Linked DNA regions of Sus scrofa: all the other regions are linked to region 2. Evidence: chromatin contacts called from public promoter capture Hi-C data. All regions are on one chromosome and are shown on one strand. Each heading gives the region's core, a stretch centred on a gene start, on an enhancer-like site or on the middle of the called end of the contact. The rest is flanking DNA. Distances are from core to core; before and after follow the strand shown.

Region 1 (3,741 bases), core at 508-3,007, 710 kb before region 2:
CTTTGCCATATCAACCATTCAGAAAGTGATGAAGAATAACATGGTCTAAAGATGGGCAAAACGAAGGAGAAAGTATAAAGAAAAGATACATAATCTACAAAGAATTTAACAGCCCCCAGAGAAAAGTGGATATGAATACAATGTTTTCCATACCTCAGGTACAAATTTAAATTTAAAATGAAGTAAGTGGACTCATCTATATGCACATTTCAACTTAGTAAGTATAAGGTGAGGTAACATTGGGAATGAAGGCAAGAGGCCAAATTTCTTGTTCTCTAAAATGTCTATCAATCTTCCAATCGAAATTCTTCAGCCAGGCAAGTGTTTTCTTTTCCTCTTATTTATATACTATTTTATGTTAGCAACAACTTCACTGTCTTTGGAAACCATCAGTCACCTACATAAATGAAAAAACTGTTCGTTTTGCAGAAATAAACTAAGCAAGAAACTTAGTTTATCTTGATTTTAATATAACAGCAAATCACTTTTAACTGAAGAATCATCTTTTTGGTCACAAATATCACACATCTTTGAAGAAATTCCCTTGGAGGACAAAATGGATTTTCCAAGTACAGTGGTAGTGATCCTTTGACTGACAAGCTCTTTCTGTCCCTTCAAATCTCTGTGCCAGAGATTAACAGAAACTCCGTAAACTTTATAGACAAAGCACTCTTCCCGCCTTCAAAGGGCAGGACTATCCTTACATTACTAAGGCACAATATCCAAGCCACACCACCAGAAACCACTATGCACACTACACCTAAGACACTCCACTAAACTAACAACTTCCTATTATCTACTCCTTGAAGAATTGCTTCATAACGCCCCCATAAGTATCCAAGTGTGCCCGAGGCCAAAGACCAGGCGAGAAAGGACCAGAAGAACTAGTTCTCATATACTACCTACCTTCATGACAAGTCACGTTTTTAAAATCACAATTCGGGAACCCATCACATCCGACTTGCTTAATGCCCTTACCACACCATGAAGGCAAGTGGCTGGTACTAAGCCCGAGAAACTTACAGCACATTTATCTGAAGACTAGCCGAACACTCCACCGTCTCCAAGCGTCAGGGTAACTGGGTAGGTACAAAACCACCTAGGCACCTTTCTCTCCCACTTAGTTTCTGTGAATTCCAAAATGCACCGTGATAACCTCCGCACAGAGTGCTGCCAGGCCAGTCCGCGGGAGAGTCACAGAGTAATTGGTTTGTCGCTTTCTAGCAGCCTTAGAAACCCGCACCCTAAAAGCCAGGATGATTTGGGGGTGTGACCTGGGCCGCTCCCTCGCCCCCCTCTCCTCTCTCGGGAAACTCCCGAGTTATCGCGGGTACTCACCAGACCAGAGAACACAGAGAGAGGCAGGAGACCAGGGCCAAGGCCCGCCGGTACTTCTTCATCTTTTCCTCCTTCTTTCCCCTGCCAGAAGGCGGCACATCCTCCCGGCAGCCGCCACTGCCGAGGCCAAGATGGAGGAGCCGGAGCAGGAGAGCGAGGATGGAACCGAGAGTCCGAAGGGCTGCGGCGCTGGAGGAGCAGCTCCTGAGCAGCTCGCGCGCTAGCCGCCCTCTCTCAGTGGCCCACGGGGGCGCCGACGGGGGCGCTTCACAGGAAGACTCCGGGGTCTGCCGCTGCTGCCGCGGCCGCCGGCTCGTCCGCGCCCGCCTCCTCCAGCCGCCGCCGCCACTGCCGCCCCATATCCCCCCAGCCCTCCCCGGCTCTCGCTCCGTGCTGCCGGCGACCAACGGCCGCAGCGTACTCGCCTCTCAACAGCCAATCGCCAGCAGGGCCGCGACACCTCACACACCGCTGAGCTGGAAGGAGACGCGTCACCCACGTCCAGCGGCGCTCTCACACCCACCAGGCTCCGCGCGGGCCACGCCCCCTCCGACGTCTCAAGCGGATAAGCCCGTTGTGGGAGGACACAAAGCGCGACAGCCGAGGTTGCCGACGCCCCGCCCACCTCAAATCCCGCCCAATTCAGGAAGTCCGAGAGGAGTCTCCTGACCCTCAGCCTTCTTCCTACCGTGTCCCGCCCCCTCGCCCAGGGCGCGTCGAGTCAGCGCAAGGGCCGTTGGGAGTTGTAGTTTTCCTTCAGGAATCCGCCTTTCCCTTTCCCTGTCCCTCCTAGTATCACTGTTTTGATGAAAATGTGTGTAGTTTCTCTTTCTCACCGCAAGACTGACCAGCTTTCAATTTACACTCAGTTTGCCTCTTTTTACCAAACTTCGTGGAAAGGCTGAGTATGACGGGGTAAAACTATACCAATACAATTTAAAAGGCGTTTTCCCGGTGTCAGTGGGGCGGGCCCATCAAGCTAGATGCTGATTGGTTGGCGGGAGCCGGGGGCGGGGAGGAGGGGGAAGAGTGCGGCAAGATTTCCTCTCATCTGATTGGCTGAAGTGAAGAGTCTTTCGCTTTTTTTCAGCCTCCTGGAGAATTTCCCCGCCGGCTGGATTCCTCTGTTGGGATCTGCTCCCTGGGTCACTATTCTCTGGGATTCGTACTTTGCTTCTGCTGCGGTGGGGCCAGAACGGGAAACTGCCGCTCTTGCTGGGAGAGCACCAAGTCCTGGGTTTCACCGAAAACGGGAAGATGGTCGTGTACATGCGTCTATTGCTGCAGTCCAAAAAAGTGATCGCCTCTCAACCTTTAAAAAGAGCAATGTGCCCACCCCAGATTTTTATGTCACGGAGGCCCCTAAAAGATCTCTCAGAAGCTTGTTTAGGGACCCTCTGCCTGAAAGTCCAAAATGCTTGACTGCTTTTCTTCCCAAGCGCCTCTTGACATAACTCTCGTAAGTGGGCACTAGCTTCTGTTTAAGGAAGAAGACGTCTGGCCTCTGGCCTAATGTGTTCCTTCTTCTATCTCTGGTGATATATTTGTTTCAGACTCTTGACACTAAGAAGAGAGTTAGTCGCTACCGAGGGATATTTCTTTTCTAAAATAAGATGCAAAAATATAACTCAATGGTGTTTCCCTTTTTGTCTTGGCTGTGGGAAACTCAACTATCTTCTCCAGAAAGCAGCCAGACAAAAAGAAGAATGGAGACTCCAATTGTCTGTGCCAAGCAACATGGCTTAATGTTTAGGGTAAAAGGTGCTCAAAGCACGTGTTAGCAAAGCATGAGCCACTTATTCCACATGTGTCCAGGGAAAAAAGACGAAAAATTCCCATCCAACACCTAATTTTGAAGCATGTAACTTCCTTGTAAACCTTCTAAGTTGAATTGAGGGTTGTTACTATATTCCCAGGTAACTGAATGTTTTGACTCATCTAAAATTCTTGATATAAGTCAACTGAATATTATAAAAGTTCTGCAACAGGTGATTTGGTTTAAGAGGCATTCATCCTAAACTAATTTTTCTGGCAATAATTAGCTAACAGTTCCAATGATCTGTTCATGCCACTTTTAGCGTATGACTGACAATAAAATCCCTTCATCTCTCTGACTTCACTACTCTTGCCCAAGAGCAGTATCAAATGATTACTATGTAAGTTAAAAGGAAAGTAGGAGCAGTAGAAGGATGGGGATTATTTTACATTCTTTACTGTGTTAACCTTTTCCTTTCTCTCTAGGAACTAGGTTACTCAGGACAGAGAACAGGTGCTCCTGAGCTGACCCTCAGAAGATCACAGCCAAGAAGGTTCTGAAGAAAACTTGCTCATCACAAGTTATTAGGTGCCTCTTCTGTCTCCTCTGCTTCTCACTCCAAACCCACAAGTCTTTTCCACCAAGTC
Region 2 (3,529 bases), core at 837-3,336:
CTGGCATTGCGTTCCTTCATTTGCTTGATGACGACCTCACTGATGTCAATGTTCACTATATCCTGATAGCCCACATCATACAGCTGCTCACTGAGCTCTGAGTTACCGCACCCAATCACCAGCACCTGGGGGAAAAAAAACAATATGGAGGTGATCAAGGCAAAGGAATGAGCTTCACGTACTTCAAGGAATCAAGTCTCCCCTTGGCTGATGCGTGTTTTCAGAAGGCAGAGATGCTACCATCAGGAGAGAGCACCATTACAGAGCTGATGCTAGGCTCCAACTTGACCACAACTGGTTAGAGGAACTCACTAGTAACAAAAGCTGTAACAATGCAAGTTATGCAGAAACAGACTAACCAGGGTTGTTCTTTTCTCTCAATCAAGCATTTATTAATCAACTGCAGAAACAAACTAATCATGGTTGTTCTTTTCTCTGAATCAAGCATTTACTACTCAAGAATTGATAGAAAGTCATGGTAGTTACAGTAAAAATCTCCTATTTATTTCACTATTGAAAACCAGGATCTGGACTAATCTGATTCCACTCATGCCTTCAGCTCTAATCCATGACATTCTGCTATTTTCTAAAGCCAAATTTAAAACACAGGTTGTTGCCTCCTTCTCTATGGAGCAATCTTCCATTGATCCTTCAAAATTCTGCCCTGAGGAGTTCCCTGGTGGCTCAGCAGGTTAAGGACCTGGCAGTGTCACTGCTGTGGCTTAGGTCACTGCCTTGGTGTGGGTTTAATCCTTTAATCCTGGGAACATCCACATGCCATGGAGGAAACAAACAAACAAAAAACAAAATTCTGCCCCAAGGTCGTCATCTCTGGAAAGAAGTGAGACAATGCATAAGCTTTGGAGTTAGGTAGGCCTAAGTTTAAATTCCCACGTGACCACTTACTACATATATGATGATCTTGGGCAAGAAACTGGCTCACAGAGCCTCTTTCTTCATCTGTAGAATTTATGTACTACCACTCAACTCAATGAGAATTCAATGATTGAACCAAGACATACATACATACACGCATGCACGCACGCACACACAAAGCACCCAGCATAAGGCTTGGCTCTTAAAGCTTCCTCCTTGAATGCTCTCTACCCTTCTTTCTTCCCTACTTCCAGTACAACCCTTCTATCAAAACTCCAATTACTGTATTTACCACTTTTTTTCACTTTTGGAATGTGCTCACAGTTTAAAATGCTCTTGTGGCTTAAGGGTTGAGCCCAGTGCCTTAAAGTCAGTGGGCCTGCAACACCTGTTTGATAACATGTTCACTTATCAGTAAAGCCAGAAGTGCTGCCAGCTCCACAGGGATGCACTGTGACAGAAGTACACTTCTTCACTAGGAGGAGATATCTAGGTCCCATTACTAAATAAGTCATCCTTACAACAGGGTTATTAATTTAAGGGTGAGTTGGGGGTGGAAGCGTTTATCTGAAATTCTTTAAAAGGATATTTCGTAATTGCCTGTTGGCTGTAACGCTGCATGGAGTCCTAAAAATATGGGCCCAGCGAGGGCCCCCCACTCCTGTAACGGTCTGCCAAGCGCAGAATTTCTGTTATCAGATCACACCTTCCAGAGCACACACAGGGCTGCCAGGTCGCGCTTACCTTTTCCCTGGGCTTGATGTATTTGTGTAGCACCCCGCACAGTTCCAGGTAGGTTCCATACCACTCAAAAGCTTTCTTTCCCCGCTGCTGGAAGAACTTCTCCCAGTAGTCAACGGACCCAAACTCTTTAGAGCTTTTAGGTAAGAGATTCATATTCCCACTGCCCACGGGGCTTCTTCAAGACTCTCCTACTCCCTGTGCGGTACCATCGGAGAGGCTTCTCTAAACGCTGGCTCCGGGGCGCCGCAGCGGGAATTCTTTCCACGGACAAATAGCCACATTGATTTACCACCCCAGCCCCCCACACACACACACTCAAAACTCAAAGGGGTAATCCTTATACGCTCACCACACGCGCCAGACGCTAAACCTAATCAACGATCACCCCCTCTCTGCGCCCAAAACCCCTACCCCACGTGGGAAGCCCCTCACACTTTTTCAGAGCTTGGTTTCAGAACCCACAATCATATCCGGGTGCGAGGCTCCACGATTGGTCGGCCGCCCAGACCATCCCAGCAGCTCATTGGTCAGCGATTTTCATTCCTGGTACCTCATTGGCTACGACACACTCGCCTCACGCCGGCGGTTTCGTCGCGTTTATTTACGTACTGGGCCGGGAAGGGGCGGGGCCCGGGTCCGGAGGCAGAGCCGAAGAGGTTCGGCTCTCCTCGCCCTTGGCTGGAGCGCCGGAGCCGCGCGGGGGCAGCCTTTTCAGCTCTGGGCTTTCCAGCCCCGGCAGAAGGCGGGTTTTGCTTTCCTTTTGTCTCTTAGCCGGCCTCGTCTCCGATTCTGATCGTGAGCCAGCCACACCAGGGCTAAGCATGGCCGACGGTAAGCACGTTGGAGGAGAGGCCTCTGAAAAGAAAAACCTGTGGATTAGAAGGAAGTGAGGCAAGGGATGAGTAAGAGCCAGTCCTTAGCAGAAGAAAACTACCCATTCCAAACATGTTAATCTTGTGCATCTGCCGCCTCACACCTGCCTTAATTTAATAAATTTACTTGTATAATTCAGGTTTAATTTGGAGGAGAATGGCACTTGGCTGTACCTTTTCCGCACCAAAATACAAGGTTCTAGAATTTTAAATGTAATAACATGAAAATTCAGGAGAAAAGAATAACAATTAGGTATTCAGATGTGCGTCCTTTCCCTCTTTCTCCTTCCCTCAAAGCATGCATTGGTAAAAGGCCTCCTTAGGTTGTCCTTCTGATGTCATCTAAAAATAGTTACTAGGGCTTATTTTATGTGTTTAATGAACACGCTGTGCTTTCAGATGCTCATCTTATCAAAATACCCTAAAAAAGTTCTTGTGAAGGGCACTATTTTAAATTATCTGCATCATTGGGCTTTTCACAGCGTTATAACTTGCAGGAGAAATTTACAAAATGCGTATGCTACCTGGCTCTTTCCAGATTCTTGGACAGGAATACCATAGAAATGAATACCGCTTCCACAAGACTCTTAGGCAAGCAAACTTTTTTATTGATAGACAGCTTGTGCACAGTGTAGAAGGTGCAAAAAAAAAAAAAGGCAAGTGACTCATAACACAAGGGAGGGTTTATCTCATGATCACTGATAATTTTCAGAAATCGTCAAATTTCTTTCATCAGCAGCATGAAATTATCAAACTTCTTTCATCAGTGCTCCTTGTTGGTGGTGAGGAAGGGTGCTTCTCTGAGGGTAAAGAAGTACATGAGAATTTTCTGTAAGAAAGCACAGGAACAGATAAGATTAAAATTTACATTTGGGGAGTTCCTACTGGGGTGCAGTGGGATCAGCGACCAGTGTCTTGGGAGTGCGGGGACCCAGGTTCAATACCTAGCCAAGGAACTTCTGCATGCTGTGGGCACAATTAAAAAAAAAAAAAATTGTTAATAGATAAATCAAAATGGATATGGTTCCAGCTCCACA
Region 3 (3,811 bases), core at 538-3,037, 630 kb before region 2:
GTAGCTGGGGGGTGAGAGAGCTATGCACAAAGATGCTTCGCTTCTGGCTGCAGGGGTAGGTCTGAGGGGTATGGGGGTGGGATAGGAAAGTGGGATATTACCCTCTTTAGACCCTAGCCATTGCACATAAAAGTCCATATTTCCACCACTGCTGGAAAAACCAGCAGATCTGGCCACTGGGTTCACATACTTTCTGGTAACATTGAGTAGGTAGAGGCAGACTGTCCCTCTCGGAGGGAGGTGATCTCCCCTTCACTACAATTCCCTTTAGGCCAGATCTACTCATTTATGTCATCCATCTGTCATTGTCGTGCAAATTTGTACCTGCCCCTAATTAACAGGTGCTAAATTGTCATTACCCATGCTGATCCTTGAGGTACTAACTCTTAATACGAACTAAGTCACCTGTGTTTTTTTTTTAATAAACAAGCCTTCAGGTTTACTCAATCTAGGATTGCTGCTTTATACTAAGACAGTAGCTAGAGTTCAAATATATTCAAAGCTATGAAAAACAAAACAAAACAAAACAAAACCGAACAACAAGTACTTCATAGGTGCTCTGAAAATACACAGAACTGTCTAGCTGCTTACTGAGAATGTGGTTTTTAAAAAGTGCATCGGACAAAGCAAAGGTACCTGTTATTGGAAGGGGGATGAGGAGAGAGTATTCCTCATGGAGAGTCATTTATTCATGGCAGGAGGGTATGTGACAGCTACCAACAGGGGAACTCTTTTCAGAGAGTATAGTCTTTCTAGCAAATGACGTTACATGCCAGGGAGCCAACTTTTCATCTATGATGTGCCTATGGACCTGTCTCCTGGCCTGCCCTTTCCTTAATCTTCCCTGATTTCTCCCATTCACCCCTACGTGAACCTCTTACCTACCCTCCCTTTCATTCCCCCCTTCCAGCCCGGTGTCTGTCACCAAATTCAAGCATCGAAACTGGGGGAGGAGGAGTTCCCACTGTGGCTTAAGAATCTGAACTGTAGTCGCTCAGGTCCAGATGGAAGTGAGGGTTCAATCTCTGGCCCCACACAGTGGGTTAAGGATCTGGCTTTGCCACAGCTGCAGCATAGGTCGCAGTTAAAATTTGTAAATTTCAAACTAATGCGAGGAGAAAAGGTAAAATGATGAAGAGGATGGAAGTTTTTTGAAAGTCAGTGCCTATGGGTAGAATTCTTTTGTATATATTTTTCTTCCTTTTTCCCCCTTTCTCTTTTTTTTTTTAATGGCTGTACCTGCAGCACATGGAGGCTTCTGGGCTAGGGGTCAAATCAGAGCTGCAATCGAAGTCCCACACCAGTCATGATCCAGTCGCATCTGTGACCTACGCTGCAGCTTGCAGCAATGCCAGACCCTTAACCCACCGAGCAAGGCCCGGGTTTGAGCCCACATCCTCACAGACACTATATCAGACTCTCAAGCCACTGAGCCATAAAGGGAACTCCCAAAAATTCTCTTGTATTGTTTAGTTGTGGTGGTACAGAGGAAGGTTAATTGGCCTTCTTCAGCCAGGCCAATTCTCAGGGCTCACTTTTGTCTCAGAAACCTTGACCATTTCTGATTTTTTAGCACTTTACTTCTTTCCCTCAACCGACCAGCTGTGCCCCTTGAATAATTGCCCCTAACTCTTAAGAAATCATCTTCTATGAGGTCTTTCTTGAGACCTTTGCTCTCAGTGGCTGAGCTATTACCTTTTGGGGAGGCTGAGTATTAATGGCTTGTTCGTGAGGCTGGCCTTGCTAAACCAGGGAGTCTTGTCAAATCTTGGAACAGAAACCTGGAGAGAAATGGAAAGAGATCATTTTGCAGGATTTATTCCTCCCGACCATTGCCATTGTTAGGATGACCAAAGTCAGTGCAGTCAACACTTTATAAAACATTTTTAAGTTTTGTATTTGACCCTGTTGACTCTCCCAAGAGTAAACAGTGTTATCTCCATTTTACAGATGAAGAAATCAAATCTTAGTGTGATTTGCTAAGTCACACAGCTAGTGAGTGAATTTAGGTTTTCTGACTTTTGTGTCTACTATATCCCTTTGCTTCTTCATTATTCCTAGCTGTTTATGTATCCTCTAAAATGTCCATGACTTCAACTGAACTTTATCAGCCTCCTATTCTAAGTGTTTGGCTGCTTTCAGTCACAGGGCCCTTCTCCCTCATCCCTTCTAGGAGACAAAGAAGAAAGAACTGTACTTTGAAGCTACAGACAACTGGATGTCAGTCTTGGTTAATGAAGCTGTAAAACAAGTGGATGTTGATATTGACTAATCCACTTTCCAGCAGCATGGCCTTGGACAAGTCACAACCTCTCCCAGCATCAGTTTTGTCTTCCGCGAAAGGACGACATTATTATCACTTCACAGATCAATGCATGAGTCAGAAAGTTCCACGAGGGCAGGAATTTTTTTTTTTTTCTATTGCTTAGCTGCTGTATCACTAGCACCTACAGCAGTGCTTGATACTTGCAGAAATTTAGTGAATGTGTCTAGTGTATTCATGGATGCTTCGAAAGTCCCTAGCCGAAGGTCTGGTTTCATAATAGAGCGCGATCAAAGTAGCCATTATAATCTCTCTTCTCCCAGTCCAGCCTCTGTCCTTTGCCTTTCTGGTGCCAAATCCCAATCTCCATGTCCAGGATTTGCTTTCCAGGCATCACCCATTCTTCTAGGGAGAGGAGCCGGGAGTTCCCTTGCGCGGCCAGGAGGGGGCAGCAGTGACCTCAAGGCCGCGCGGGCAGAGGAAGGACGCTCTGGCCGCAGAGGTTGTGGCGGCCCCGGAAGTGCTCGGCCGCCGGCGCGACCCCGGCGCCCCGGATGGGGAAGGAGGCGGGCGGCCGCCCTCGCCCGGCCGCGCACCCCTAGGAACTCGCGGGCAGGTGGGTTCCGAGTGGGAGTCAGTATTTCCGGGCCTCCTCCGCCATCCCCCGCAGGGCCGAGGCTGGGTGAGGGGTGGCGGCGGGCGGGGTACACCCTCGGGGACACCCTCCCCTTCCCCACCCCCTCCCCAGCCCTGTCCCCGACCCAGCGGGCGGGCGTTGCCCTTTTCAGCGCCTGGGACCCTCCAGCCCCCTGCGGCGGCCGTGAGATGCCGGGGCTGGGGTCCCTGCTGCGGTGAGGGAGCCTCCCAGGGCGTCTGGTTTGTGAAGCAAAACCTATCATGGTCTCCATGGAAGACGTAAGGTCGGGCCATAAGAATTTTCTTCGCAGACCTGCTGGATGATCTTGGTATTTCTGACTCTTAGTTTTGCAGTAGTGGAAAGGAGATCATTATCTCCGATCCTTCCTAGAGTTTCGCGTTAAATAAGTAGAATGATAACTCTTTTTAAGGCTGCTAAACTCGGTCAAGGGATTAAGAATCTCCAGTCCTTGGCTTTAGTTAAATAAACCTTAGAGCTTGTACCTTTATTATTATGAGGTTTTTGTTTTTAGACCGGTAACTTTTTTCAGTAATAGATGCCTCTGAGAACCCAGTAAAAGCTTTGGATCCTAGCCTTAGAAATCTGCATAAATTACAACTACAAATATGCATTGACTGGGAGGGTTGTTGAAGGGTCTGAAGCCCATCCATAGACCTCAGGGATATGTGAACCCCTGAGTTAAGAACTAGTTTAGAGGGAGACATGTGAAGCCTTTGGGAAAGAAGTTTCCTTTGAATCTGGCTCCACTAATTACCACTGTTAACTTGGGCTAAAGTTACCTAAGCACTTTGAATTGCTGCTTTATTAGTTGGGTTAATCTCCAGGATTGTGGAGATTAAATGAAAGAAGCTACGTAAGGCTCTTAGTACATAGTATGCACTCTTGACAAA

Evidence for each region. Promoter capture Hi-C pulls out the DNA fragments that hold promoters and counts their contacts.
Region 1: a contact with region 2 is called in a promoter capture Hi-C map of fetal liver, with 4 times the contacts expected there. The contact joins the promoter of SUCO here to the promoter of METTL13 in region 2. A contact is called at or near these places in 2 of 5 promoter capture datasets (fetal liver and liver) and 3 of 47 Hi-C or Micro-C datasets (heart right ventricle and skeletal muscle).
Region 3: a contact with region 2 is called in a promoter capture Hi-C map of fetal liver, with 3 times the contacts expected there. The contact joins the promoter of C9H1orf105 here to the promoter of METTL13 in region 2. A contact is called at or near these places in 3 of 5 promoter capture datasets (fetal liver, fetal skeletal muscle and liver) and 1 of 2 datasets of contacts at active chromatin or transcription factors (skeletal muscle).

The regions. Positions count from the first base shown.
Region 1 is chr9:114,914,973-114,918,713 of Sscrofa11.1, reverse strand. SUCO (SUN domain-containing ossification factor) reads right to left here and starts at 1,757. Exons shown (of 25, transcript XM_003357538.4): 1 at 1,339-1,757. The coding sequence starts at 1,400. It overlaps LOC102164985 (a long non-coding RNA gene), which reads left to right and starts at 1,918. Exons shown (of 3, transcript XR_001299035.2): 1 at 1,918-2,243; 2 at 2,429-2,797; 3 at 3,580-3,741.
Region 2 is chr9:114,201,051-114,204,579 of Sscrofa11.1, reverse strand. METTL13 (methyltransferase like 13) reads right to left here and starts at 2,086. Exons shown (of 8, transcript NM_001244726.1): 1 at 1,621-2,086; 2 at 1-125. The coding sequence starts at 1,773.
Region 3 is chr9:114,826,390-114,830,200 of Sscrofa11.1, reverse strand. It overlaps C9H1orf105, which reads right to left and starts at 1,787. Exons shown (of 6, transcript XM_021063651.1): 1 at 1,696-1,787. The coding sequence starts at 1,787. It also overlaps a transcript of PIGC not described here.